Regions from separate parts of the Zea mays genome. Here region 1 is linked to region 2. A link is a contact called in public Hi-C data. All regions are on one chromosome and are shown on one strand. The core of a region is the stretch at or near the end of the contact, and the rest is flanking DNA. Distances in the headings are between cores, read along the strand shown. Region 1 holds the start of LOC542095 (isoamylase-type starch debranching enzyme ISO3). Region 2 holds the start of LOC100191277 (clathrin assembly protein).

What was found. Hi-C and Micro-C count contacts between places; a contact is called where the count stands out from the background.
Region 1: a contact with region 2 is called in a Hi-C map of ear, with 2.3 times the contacts expected there. The contact joins the promoter of LOC542095 here to the promoter of LOC100191277 in region 2. A contact is called at or near these places in 2 of 25 Hi-C or Micro-C datasets (ear and tassel).

Annotation. Positions count from the first base shown.
Region 1 is chr7:134,550,061-134,556,182 of Zm-B73-REFERENCE-NAM-5.0, forward strand. LOC542095 (isoamylase-type starch debranching enzyme ISO3) reads right to left here and starts at 4,176. Exons shown (of 24, transcript NM_001111728.2): 1 at 3,930-4,176; 2 at 3,737-3,800; 3 at 3,573-3,647; 4 at 3,133-3,290; 5 at 2,203-2,290; 6 at 1,513-1,749; 7 at 1,324-1,428; 8 at 1,082-1,186; 9 at 870-1,004; 10 at 685-771; 11 at 498-555. The coding sequence starts at 4,036.
Region 2 is chr7:134,018,784-134,025,010 of Zm-B73-REFERENCE-NAM-5.0, forward strand. It overlaps LOC100191277 (clathrin assembly protein), which reads right to left and starts at 2,416. Exons shown (of 1, transcript NM_001136711.1): 1 at 1,118-2,416. The coding sequence starts at 2,342. The coding sequence ends at 1,317.

The sequences.
Region 1 (6,122 bases), core at 2,926-5,425, 530 kb after region 2:
CCAACATGAGATTTAAGCAGGCTTTCACAAATGTTCAACAAGGCTTGCCCTATAGGTTGCAGGTCTCAAATCAGTGTGACACAGTATACCGATACCAGTTTAAAAATGGATGAGTGGTTTTCTTCACCCTTCTATGAGTTAACCTAGCAGCCACATTAATTATGTAATTGCCAGGTACAGTCTGCCAGCAGTGCGACACACAATGAAAACATGTATCGCGCATCAAACTACATTGTATCATTCAAGGTCCATGGTACAAAGTTAGTAACCACATATACTGTTTAGTCACCAGAGATGCTTGAATAAACACCATTGCAAGAGATAAGCCATAAGTAACAAAAGACAGAACCACCCTAAAACCAAGGAGCATACCATGCAAATCATGACAGTGTTTAACCTATAGCCTATAGGCATCTAGCAGTACCAGACTGCATCCAAAAAACATGACATGTAATAGACCTCAATTTAGAAAGAGAAGCTTAGGACCATGGTTTTACCGCAACCCGAGAAGTTCAGCAGCTGTGCACTGTTGTTGAGATCTAACATGTAATAGACCTACAAGAACAACAATTTGTTTTCCTCACAAATTCGTCCAGAGATTGATGACACCCCATCATACAAGTCTCTCCATGGACTTGGAACTTAAATGATAGAACAGCAAGTAAAGAGGTATTCTGCAATCACCTTGTTATCAATACCACGAAAGGAAGTCATGTAAGGGTTAACATCATCAGCTTCATTTGTATGGTTGTAAACTACATCCAAAATAACCTATTGAAATATGATTATACAATTAAATATTTTTTGGACAAGATTATCAAAAACATCGGTCAAGCATAAGATTTATTATGTCTACAGGATGTCAATACCTCAATTCCAGAATTATGAAATGCCTTGACCATCTGTTTGAGCTCTTTGGAAGCAGCCACAGGTCCACCACCAGCACTAGCATAACGACTCATGGGCGCAAAAAAGTTGATTGTAGAATATCCCCATGTATTTACCTTTGAAATGAAAAGGTGGGGTGTCACGCCACTGATGAATTTGAAGTGCTGCATCAAAAAGGTTATCAAACTTTTACCATGTGGTCCCTTGGGTTAGGGAACCTCTTCAACTCCAGCTCATCGAACTCAAAAACAGGAAGTAGTTCCACTGCATTAACGCCAAGTTCCAGCAAATGAGGAATCTACGAAACCAGCACTATTTCATGTATAAGTCATTAAAAAATCAGCATGGAAACTGGAAGGTAGCCTGTGTCAATATCAGGTACCCAAAACTAAATCAGCAGAAAGCACAATTTGTGATAATAATAGGTAATCTTACTTTATCAATGACACCAAGGTAACTTCCACGAATAGCTGGAGCAAGCCTGCTTGACTCGTCGGCAGTGAAGGCACGGACATTCATTTCATATATAACAAGATCTGTCTAGATTAAAGAACGAAAATGTGGTGAGAATTACGTGTTTGGGATATTTTGTGCACTATGATAATTGATAAAAGATCTTAATACCTCAGGCAAATTAGGAAGCTTATAATTGTCACCCCAGTCAAAAGGTGAGCTATCGAAATCATATGTTCCGAAAAGCTGGCTTGGCTTCTCTTTTTCAACAGCAAAGTGCTTTCGACCATAAACTAATTTTGCATAGGGGTCCAGAAGAATAACGCTGTCATCAAATCTATGACCTTGTTGCCACCCTTGAGGACCATTAATGCGATACCCATAAAGAACACCAGAAGCAGGCAAACCCTGAAATTAAAAGACTTCTTTAAAGCTGACAGATGAGTACAGAAGTACAATTATAGTAAATTATAAGTGGATGAAAATTTAGTAATTGAGTATGCATACAAGGGGCACCAAAACAGATAGAGGGCAAAGAAGCTAGAACTGATGAAGCAAAATAGCTCATTTTATGAGACAGTACTCAACAGTGCTTTCTGTCAACAGGGAAGATAGGCTCATAACAGAAGGTCAGCAATTTGAAAATATGGGTATCACGTCAGGTACAGTCCCTCCCAAATGCAGGTGATCTTTATTAAATGGAGCATGCACTAGTGAATATGTAACCACAATAAAAATATACATAAGAAAAAATATTGCGGTTCTTGTTTGATGAATGTTAGTGCGGAGCAAGCTGTCCATAAAAAAGAATAATGTGTTTATCTCCAAAGGTAAAATAGTATCAGAACTAAAGAAAATTACCTCCACTGACACATGCCATATATCTCCAGTTTTGTTCTTCTGGCGGTCTAAAGCAAACTCTACAATGTCCACATCATCTTGGTTGCCTCTGAAAAAAAATCAGAAGGCATATTGAGTATGCCATATTACTTTTCGAGAGCAAGAAGTAAAAGGCTACAATTCAGTGCTTTTCAGCATGGTGATGATTTGAACCAAGCTCCAAGTTTACAATTCAGATCATTACAGGAAATAAATGTGAGGGATCATGAACTATATCATTCTTTGTGGACCCTATCAGGTAATAGTCCTTCAGTTATGGCTTCGATTTGGTTGTTGGTATGTTGTGTGATGAAATGGAAATTTCATTTATTAGGGATCATTTCAGTAAAAGTGATATCGGTTATAACCATTACAGTATTTAAACTTTAGATTTTTTCTAATTTCTTTCAGCACAGAATTGGTGTCATCACTAAGTTAAATTGAAAATATAGAGTTTGACTGAGTGGGAATTGTTTTCCATATAGGAAATATTACTATCGACCAGTTTCATCCCTATATGATTCTTTTCAGTTGGTGGATGATCAGGGGTGAGGGTGACAGGGTGTTCATTGAAGCACTTCAGATTTCAGTGTGCCAAGCGCATCCCAAAACACCAAATGATGTGTGGCGGGTTGTGCAAACAGTATTGACATCTCTTTGAAACCCTGAAACAAGAGTAGCCATGGACTGACTAACCAAGGTTTAATATGCAAAGAAAGCAACCATGAAGTATGAACACATACAGTAACAGTGGTAACTAAAATTGTATGGAGAAGATTAGAATTCTAAGGTGGCAAAAAAACTACAAGCTCATATCTGAAGGGAAACAAAAGAAGTTCAGTTAACTAGCCAGCAGTTAGGTCGAATGACATGGAAAGTAACATCACAACACAGTTTGAGGGAAAATATTACCTCTCAGGAAAATTCAAGCAAAGGGTGACAGAAGAAGCATGTTGTGAGAATATTGCAAAATTTAACCCATCGTCAACTTGTGACACTCCTAGGGGGAAGGCTTTGCCTGAAGAATATTTCAAGGGCACTTCATTGCCAGATGAAGTGTGTCCCATTTCCTGTAAATACGAAATGGATAAACATCATCCCCAAAAGAACACATGACAAACAATGCACAGTAAGTTCAGATGCAAAATTCAATTTTGGAATAGCAAAATGTGTCAGGATACACTACAGCGTATAAATACAGAACACATTTGCATACAACAAAAATTTACTTGCACGGTACCAACCCATCACTTGAAACTGGCCAATGATATCAAGCAACATAATATAATGAACCAGTGGTTCAATGAAATAGTAGTGCGCTACAGGCCCTGGAGCATGGTGTGATTAGATACCTTGGTCACACTCCTCCCCGCCTTCCCGCTCTGAACTTTCGTCGTGGTACTCCGCAAGGCATCAAATCCCTGTACCTGCGCCACCACGAAATTTGCTTATATCAGATAATCCACAGATCAGCATGCCACTGAGGCACAAACCTACCAAAAATCGAGACACCTGCCTTTCCAAAATACCCTCCTCCTCCTCCACACCCTGACGCGATCCCAAGCTTAGTCTCCGCAAAACTGCACAGACTCACAGCGAGCACAGCATTCAGTGTCGAGCCAAGCCGCGCCACGAATCGAAGGAATGTAGCAGTAGCACGTCGAAATCAACCATCTGATCTGATCGAGACCCACGACAGAACCACTCACCGATTGCCGAGCCCGAGGTGGCTAGGGGGGCGCAGGAGCGCGCTGCGTCGAGTAGCTGCGGCGGCAACGGGGCGCAGCGGGGGCCGATTTGTACCGACGGAATCCATCCAAGCGTGGGACCGAGGAGTGTGATCGGACGCTGGTAAGGGAATGGGGCTAGTTTTAGGGGTGGCGGTAGGGGAGTGAGGAGCGGCGGGGAAGAGACGGAGATGCTGATCTCACCTTGGGGAGCGCGCGCGGAAGGGACGGACGGGGACTCCAGGCCTCCGGGACACGTGGTTGTCCATGCGCGGAGTTGGAGTTGGAGCAGACTCGGCCGCTCGGGAGGATAGCAAGATGGGCGGACGGCCTTTCTCTTGTGGCTCGATCGGGGCCGTCGCCTCTTTCTCATCTCCTTTATACTTTCTGTCTTCCTCGCTTAGATTTTTCTTGTTCCCAATCCCAATCCCAACTCGAGCCCCCAATGTACGCAGGATTTTTTTCTTATTTGTTATAGTTATTATGGGTTAGATTTGATATGAGTCCTTTTGATTGTCTCCATTTAAAATAAAAATAAAAATGACAGTAGTAGCGTAGAAGATAGTTAAATTTTGTGATGTTTCCTGCGTGCAACAGAATATCATAAAAATTAACTGACTCTAATGTTACATAGACCGTTTGTTTCCTAAATGTACGAATATGATGCACAAGAATGTTTAAGCAATATAATGCACAAAAAAAGTACGTAAAACTGATAAAAGATATCAACTAAAAGATAACGTAATGATAAATACCACATATAAAAATTCAATTGGCGTTTAATACCAATTTCTATGATATGTCATACCAACAAGGATATGTCTCTTGTAAGTAGGGATGACAATGGATGTGATTTATCCGCGTACCCGCGGATAAAAAAACCCGTTGAACACGGTTTTGGGTACGAGTCTGTATCCATGGATACGGATACGGATAGCATTTGATATCCGTGGATATTTTTAAAATGGATACGAAAAATCAGTATCCATACCCAAATACCCGAATATCCGTTAAAATATCCCGTACTCCCGTCCCACAAGGCCACAAGCCTAGATTCCACCGTTCCAGGCAGCGAAGCCCTCACTCGGTCGCTCTCGCTCCGGACCCACTCCATCTCTCCTCTGATCCTCTCTCACTCCTACCGCCGCCGCCCACTCCATCTCTCCTCTCCCAGACTCCGACTCCTACCGCATCCGCTATCGGGTGCTGCCACCGCGCCCGCCAGTCCGCCACCACAGTCCCTGCTATATTTGATATTTAAATCCAGCACTTTTCTTCATTTTTCCAATATATTATATTTAAAGTATATAGATACTAATGTGCATGCAACTTTATTTTAGATGCTCGTGATGGAAGATTCAATAGTGGGCAAACGGATATGATATCATATTTAAATTTGCTGGACAAATATGATATCATATTTGAATTTGCTGGATTTAAATATGTTGTATGTGTAGTGGGCAAACGGATATATCCGCGGATATCCGTTACCCGCGGGTAACGGATGTGGATACTGTTTATTATCTATAGCGGGTAACGGGTACGGGTTCGGATATCGGATATAAGTCACAGATATGGATGTCCAGAGACACTATCCATGGATAGTTTATCCGTTGCCATCCCTACTTGTAAGTGATTATCCATGCTTAGTTTCTGGACTTTATTTTCTTCAATTAGATTATTACACATATAATAAGTTTGAAAAGGGTGTTAGTGTGAAAATATTGAGCCACATAGTAACATCTACCTAAAAGTGTGCATCCAGGTTTGAAATACTTTATAGTACTTGTAGAAGACATGTTCTTAAACTTTTAAGGTCAACATATGACTTGAAAAAATAATATCACATGAAAATGAGTATTACTTTAGATGATATTTGGGGTAAAGTGGACTTTACCACATATAACATAAACCACTTGTCAACAAAAGTTATATGACATGCTCCTAACTCCTAAGCAATTAAACATACATGTATGGTTCTTCGGGTCTTTACCCAGTGTTGTGGTGTTAACTATGCTTGCTACCATACACACTGTTCTCACTTTTGCACTCTCCCGCTCGTGGCTGGTTCATCAATTGGATGTTAAGATTGCCTTACTTCATGGGACTCTTACCGAGATCGTCTAGTGTCTAGTGTCTACTGCAGCCAGCATGCTAGATTTGTGGATTCTGCTC
Region 2 (6,227 bases), core at 1,166-3,665:
GTAATTCCTGTTTAAATATTATGTTTCGTAAACGCGTACTGTCGCTCGTGCTTCCTGTGGACTGTGCGTGCGTCAATGTTCAGCTCGTGATTATCTTATTTTCTTTATCTGAATCTGTCAGTTTGGTGATAAACTGTTCCATTCAATATACATTATTTGGTTTCAGATGACCCTGTGTATTTGTCGGGCGCTTCCTTTTTTTTTCTAGTAGCATGGAATGAAGAAACAGGCCTGTGTGGGTAGTCGAAGTCGAAGACGGACCTTTCGTCACGTCATACGTCAATATTTAGTACTAATGTAATTAGCTGTTTGCTTAAGGCTTGATCTCCAGTCCCTCCTTTTATAGTCAGGGTCAATGGTTGCCTGTACGCAGCTGGGGTTCAACTAGAAAATTTGATTGAGAGAAGCCCGTGACCCGTCAGCAAAAATACTACCACCAGCATTTAGTATTTTAGTAAACGAGTTGCGTGGTGGTTGGCGGTAGGAGCAGAACACAGATCACGAAGGGTATACCACTCCGTGCACGGTGCACCTACAAGTGCATAGTACATCTTTAAACTAGAAAAATACTGTACTAAGTTGTATGGATACTGGAGAGGAGAGCAACATTCCGTGCGTAGATTGTAGACGATGCCACGGCAGAGCGCAGATCGCACCGAGCACCGATTTTGTAACCAAGACTGCAAGATAAAGTAGCAAGCAGGTCCAAGCCAAAAATATCTCTCCGAATAAAGTGCACAAGCTCGATATAGTTTTAATCTACTGATGTCGACACTCGTCACTCGACTATACTATAGTAGCAAAGTTGTGCAGCAAAGTCAATGTTACATGGATATGCAGATACCCCACCAGAAACAGCTAATTATGATCATATCTTAGGTGTGTGGCATAGACACCGGGAGAGTAACAGCTACGTTTGCATCTTCTGAACATCCATCACGCCACCAAAGCATCATTTTCTACCGCGTAAGCTGATCGATTAACCACAAGAGTAGCAAAGTACGACACGCCTGAGTCTTCATTGCATGGTTCCCTCTTGCAGAGCTTTCACCTTCACAAATCACAAGTGAGCGGCAAGCAGCCCACAAATATTTTTTTTTTGATCGAGCAGACATCTCGTAGCAAGCGCTTCCATTCACGTTCTCGCCCAATATTTACACCATGGCCATTTGTATCAAACACAACAACAAGCACTACAACAAAAAATTTACAACAAAAAAATCTCGACTGCAAATCTGCAATTACAAGAATTTGAAACGTGTTGAGTGAACCATGAGAAGAACTAAAAAAAAGAAGTGCACACTGTACACGTTGTCCTACCGTCTACGCGGCGCAGAAACTGTGCCAGCCCACCTTGTGGACCCGAACCGGACGGCGCCGCCGTCGCCAGCAGCGGCGCGGATCGGCAGGATGGTGCGCGCGGACGCGCTGCCCGCGGCGTCCCTCCGCACCAGGCGCCGTTCCTCCACCGTCCTCCGCAGCACCACATCCTCGGCGCGCTCGCGGAGGCCCCGAGCCGCGCGCGCGACGCCCTCGTCCAGCCCCGCCCACTTGCAATCCGACGCGGTGCCGTCCTCCACCCGCCGCAGCACGCACACCAGCTCCACGGCGTCGGCCAGGGAGAGCGTGTCGAGGCGCTCCCCCATCTCCTGGACCCGCGCGACGATGCTCCGCTCCGCCGCGACGCGGTCCTCGTCGGCGAGGCGGACGGCCTCCCAGATGAGCGCGTTGGGCTGTGGGCCCGAGGGCGGGGGCGGCGGGGCCTGGCGGACGGCGTCCGCGACGGACACGAAGGCGGCGAGCTCGGCGACCAGGTGCGGGTTGGGGAGCGCGGTGAGGTACTCGGCGTCGGCGTCGGCGGAGGCGGAGGCGTCCGGGAGCAGGAGGAGGAGCTCCAGGAGCCGCGCGGAGAACCGGACCCACGACGCGGCGGCGAAGGAGGACCGGCCGAGCGGGAACGACGACAGCGCGAGCGGGTTGCGCCCGGAGGCCGGGTGCCGGGCGAGCGCGGCGAGGAGCTGGTCGCGGAGGATGAACGCGCCCCGCGCCAGGAGGACCCTGAGCGCCACGAGGCACTTGAGAGCCACGGCGGCGTCGCCCTGCCCCGAAGCCGCGGCGCGCAGGCGGTCCACGAGCGCCGCGGCGAGCGACGCGGCGGAGAGGCGCGAGCCCCGCCCGAAGGCCAGGAGCGCGTCCATGTGCTGCGCGGACGGCGGCGCCGTGCTAGGGTGGTGAGCCGTCGCGCGCCACACCGAGTGGTGCGCGTCGGCCGCGGAGCCCGGGGATGCGGGGCCTGGGGAGAGGAAGGTGGATGCCAGCCGCCGGAGCTTGAGGCCACCCATGGCGGTCGGACGCTGATCGAGGAGACGGGGAGGGCGTCAACTGCCACTGCCAATGCCAAGAGGTTGGGAATTTGAAGGCAGCTTGCCTGGCTTCCTTTCTCGTGCCCAGCAGGCAGCAACTGACTTGAGGAATGATCTCGTTCCTCGGATTGGTTTGACGGGATCAACTTGGTTCTTCAGATCGTACTACTAGTAGAAAAGATCTGGGGTTTAGCGCATGGTTCGAAGAAACGTCAACCTGTCCTCGTCCACCGCTTGCTAGCGAAGATTGCTTGTCGTTGAGTAGCAAGGTCAACAGGAGAAACGTTGCTGCTTTCCTGGATACTGATGCATTCATACCCAACATCGACTACTCACTCAAGAAAGTCAATTATTTTGGGTTGTGTATCAGGGGATGGGCCGAGCTTGTGAAAAATGTGAAGCCCAATTCAAACAGGGGCTTGAAAAGCAAGCTGACTTCACAGCCTTGAAAACCAAGATATTCATTCATGCTGATTTGATAGAACAAACTAGAAAAAATACATTTGTAAAATATCCGAGATCTTCCTGCACTACATAGAGAGGTAGGAAGCTCTGATCAAGGATTTAAATACTAGTAGCCAGTGCTTCTTAAAAGCTAAAAGCTAAGCCAAAGGTCTAATTTCAGCCAGCAATTTTGTAAAGCCGTCTTTCTTCGCAGTGAAAAATTAAAAAGCATATATGAAGCTATTTTTTGCGGTTTTTGAGTGGAAAAACTTTATAAATATTACTCGTCTGTCACTAATAAATGAAAAATAGCGCTTCTTTTTTTTCTTCTATCACCCCAACTGATAGCGGCGACGTCTGCTCGTCCGTAACTCCCACAACTACAGCCAATTCCACCAAATGACTTTTATCTTCTTTTTTTCAACTTGTAGTCCACAACATATTTTTTTTCATAGCTTACGGTCCACATCAACTTCTTTTTATAGCCACAACCCAATCAAATAGACACTAAACAAGCTTGTTAGGGACTCTAAATCACTGAGTATACAACATAGATCTCACTCAAGCATAGATCCTCATCTTTGTGAGTGGGACTGGAGTGAGATATTTGTGATTTCAACTCTATAGTAAGTCTATCTCTTGAGCACTTGTGTTGCTCACCGATGGTTTGGTTTTCATTTTATTACTCTTGGGTTTCTAGAACCCTAGTTGGTTAGGTGTTGTTTAGTGACACCATAGACATGTGTTTGTGAGGGGAACAAGAAAGTTTGTAATACCCATATTGTTCTAGTGGAAATCTTGGATTTATCTTTATGATCGCTTGCAAAAAAGAGGAATTGGAAGACAATGTAATTACCTTTGTGGTCACCTCAACACCGGGGACATAGACATAACTTAATGGTGTGGCTGAACCTGTGTGCTTGTGACTTACGATTGTATTGTTCATTATGGTGGATCGATATATATTGTGTGTAGATGTTGAAGCAAGTAATAAGCCTGAAATCACTTGGTACAACATCTCTAAATGTGTCATGAACTCATTTTATAATTTATATTCTAGATTATTCATGAATCTAGATTTTCATAAAAACTCTTCAGAAAAAGCTGTCTCAAACGGACTTTTTAATAGCTGGGCAAGTCCCACGTGTCTCTCCGAGGGCAAGGACTTTTTAATAGCTCACCGACCACCTTGAGAGGTGTAAAAAATCGACGATGGGAGAGCTTTAGAGGCTCAGCCCTCGCTTCATCCTGTCCGTCAAGCGAAACGGGCAACACTGCCATCGTGCTACCGCCTACCGCTAGTCCCCTTCCTCCCCTCTCGTCGCTGGCTGGCTACGGTTGCCCGAGCTCATTGGCAAAATGGCAAGTCACAAGTGCGGGCGGCAGGGTGAGGAAGGTGGCAGCGAGGCACCACACCCCTCTTTTCCCTTGTTTTCTCCTACAGTCCTACTAGCTCGAGGGGTGGGGGGTATAGGTGTACATTTGGGCCGGGCCTGGTGGGCCGGCCCAAAGCACGGAAAAAAAGCACGGCCCAGGCACGGCACGACCCGAAATAATTTAGTGCCGGGCCGGCACGGCCCGTTATAACGGGCCGGGTTTGGGCCGAGGTCACGGCCCATGGGTGGGCACGAGCACGATCCGTTTAAGGCAGGCACGAAATGGCCCATATAGAGGCACGAAAAGGCCCATATATTTATTAAAACCACACTTCATTTCACACTTTCATATACTTGATAAATAACACAAAGCTAGAGATAATGCTAGTTAGATGTTTTTTGTAGCTTTGAATTAGAGTGTGTGATGTAATTTTGCTTTTGTTATGAACATTAGACAATAAACTGAACTTACAAACTTTGTATAGAGCTGATTATACTCTTTTTCCTTCTAACAAAATGATTTATAAATGAGGTAGTCATTGCGTAGCTGTGGTAACTTTAATACAAATACTAAGTTTGATTTTGTTCAAATTTATTTGTCTTATCTTTTATTTGTTTTTTTTTTGAATTTAGGGCTCTAATGTGAATTTTGGGCCAAAAACTGAATTTCGGGCCTAAAATTGAATTTCGGGCCTAAAATTGAATTTCGGGCCGTAATGTGAATTTCGGGCTTTTATAATTTCGGGCCGCCCGAAATGAGCCCGACACGTTTAAGCAATTACGGGCCGGGCCGTGGGCCGAGAGCTAGGTCTATGGGCCGGCCCGGCCCGACCCGAAATTCAAACGGGCCGGGCCGGCCCGAAATTCAAACATTACGGGCCTTTTCGGGCTTGGGCCGGGCCGGGTCGGGCGGCCCGAATGTACACCTATAGTGGGGGGTGGGGGACAGATATCCCCGGGTCCAGTGGAAGGGTAAAAGACCTCACGAGAGGCCCAAGAGCCCAATAAATCGTAAGGTCATTCCTTCGTGGGCCTGGGGAGGGACAATCAGTAAAGCAGGTTGACGTAAGGCCGGATTGGTGCAAGCTCGGACGGCCCACAGCGTTGAGCAAGCGACCACAACAAAGATCCGACTTTCCCGTGCTGGAGTCCCATGCAACGGAACCATGCGAGGATAAGTCGGCAGAACCATAGGAAGATAGACTCAAACAGTTCACTATCTTTTAGGTGCACATTGTTATCATATCCACATGTATTGCCCCACGGTCGAATATATAAGGCCTAGGGGGCACCCCTTCAGAACGATCGATCCCATCACTCAGCCATCCACCTCAACTCTCCACGTTCTCACTTTAGAGAGCTACCTTGTAACTCATTACACAAAGCATACTCACTAGGACGTAGGGTGTTACGCATCTCTAAGCGGCCCGAACCTGTAAACACTGTCCATTGTCCCCCGTGCATCTGGCACGAACCATTTTGCTACAGTCGGCGACACCGTCCTACTCCTAAAACACCTAGAGGGGCAACCCCGGGTGTGCGGTCGGATCCAAAACACCGACAGCTGGCGCGCCAGGTAGGGGGTGTGTCGACGATCCAAGCTAGCTCAATGGCCGTCACCTTCCACAGCAAGATCACCCTCCGTCCCGGATCCGTATTCTGCTTTGGAACAATCTCATCCATAGCAGATGAAGAGGGAACTCTACACCGCATTGCAGATCCGCCGAAAAAGAAGTCTCCTCCAACAAACTCCGAAAATACCGGAGAAGCGCAACCTCCAGCTCTCCGAAAAGAGATCGTCTTCAGAAAGTTAGGGGCCGAGGGCCCGCTGACCCGGAGAACTCCACTGTCTACTTCCCCGACGAAAGAATGGACACAGGTCGCAAGGAAGAAAGAGGCCGGGAGAAAGCAAGTTGTTCTTTCCGTTCCTCCGCCCTCAAAGGAGAACGGAAAAAAGATCGTCACGACCGCCGTACCATTCTACCCCGACGTCCTCTTCATCGGGAGAGTGAGTCGCCTCCCGTCTCCGACGACGAGCCGACCG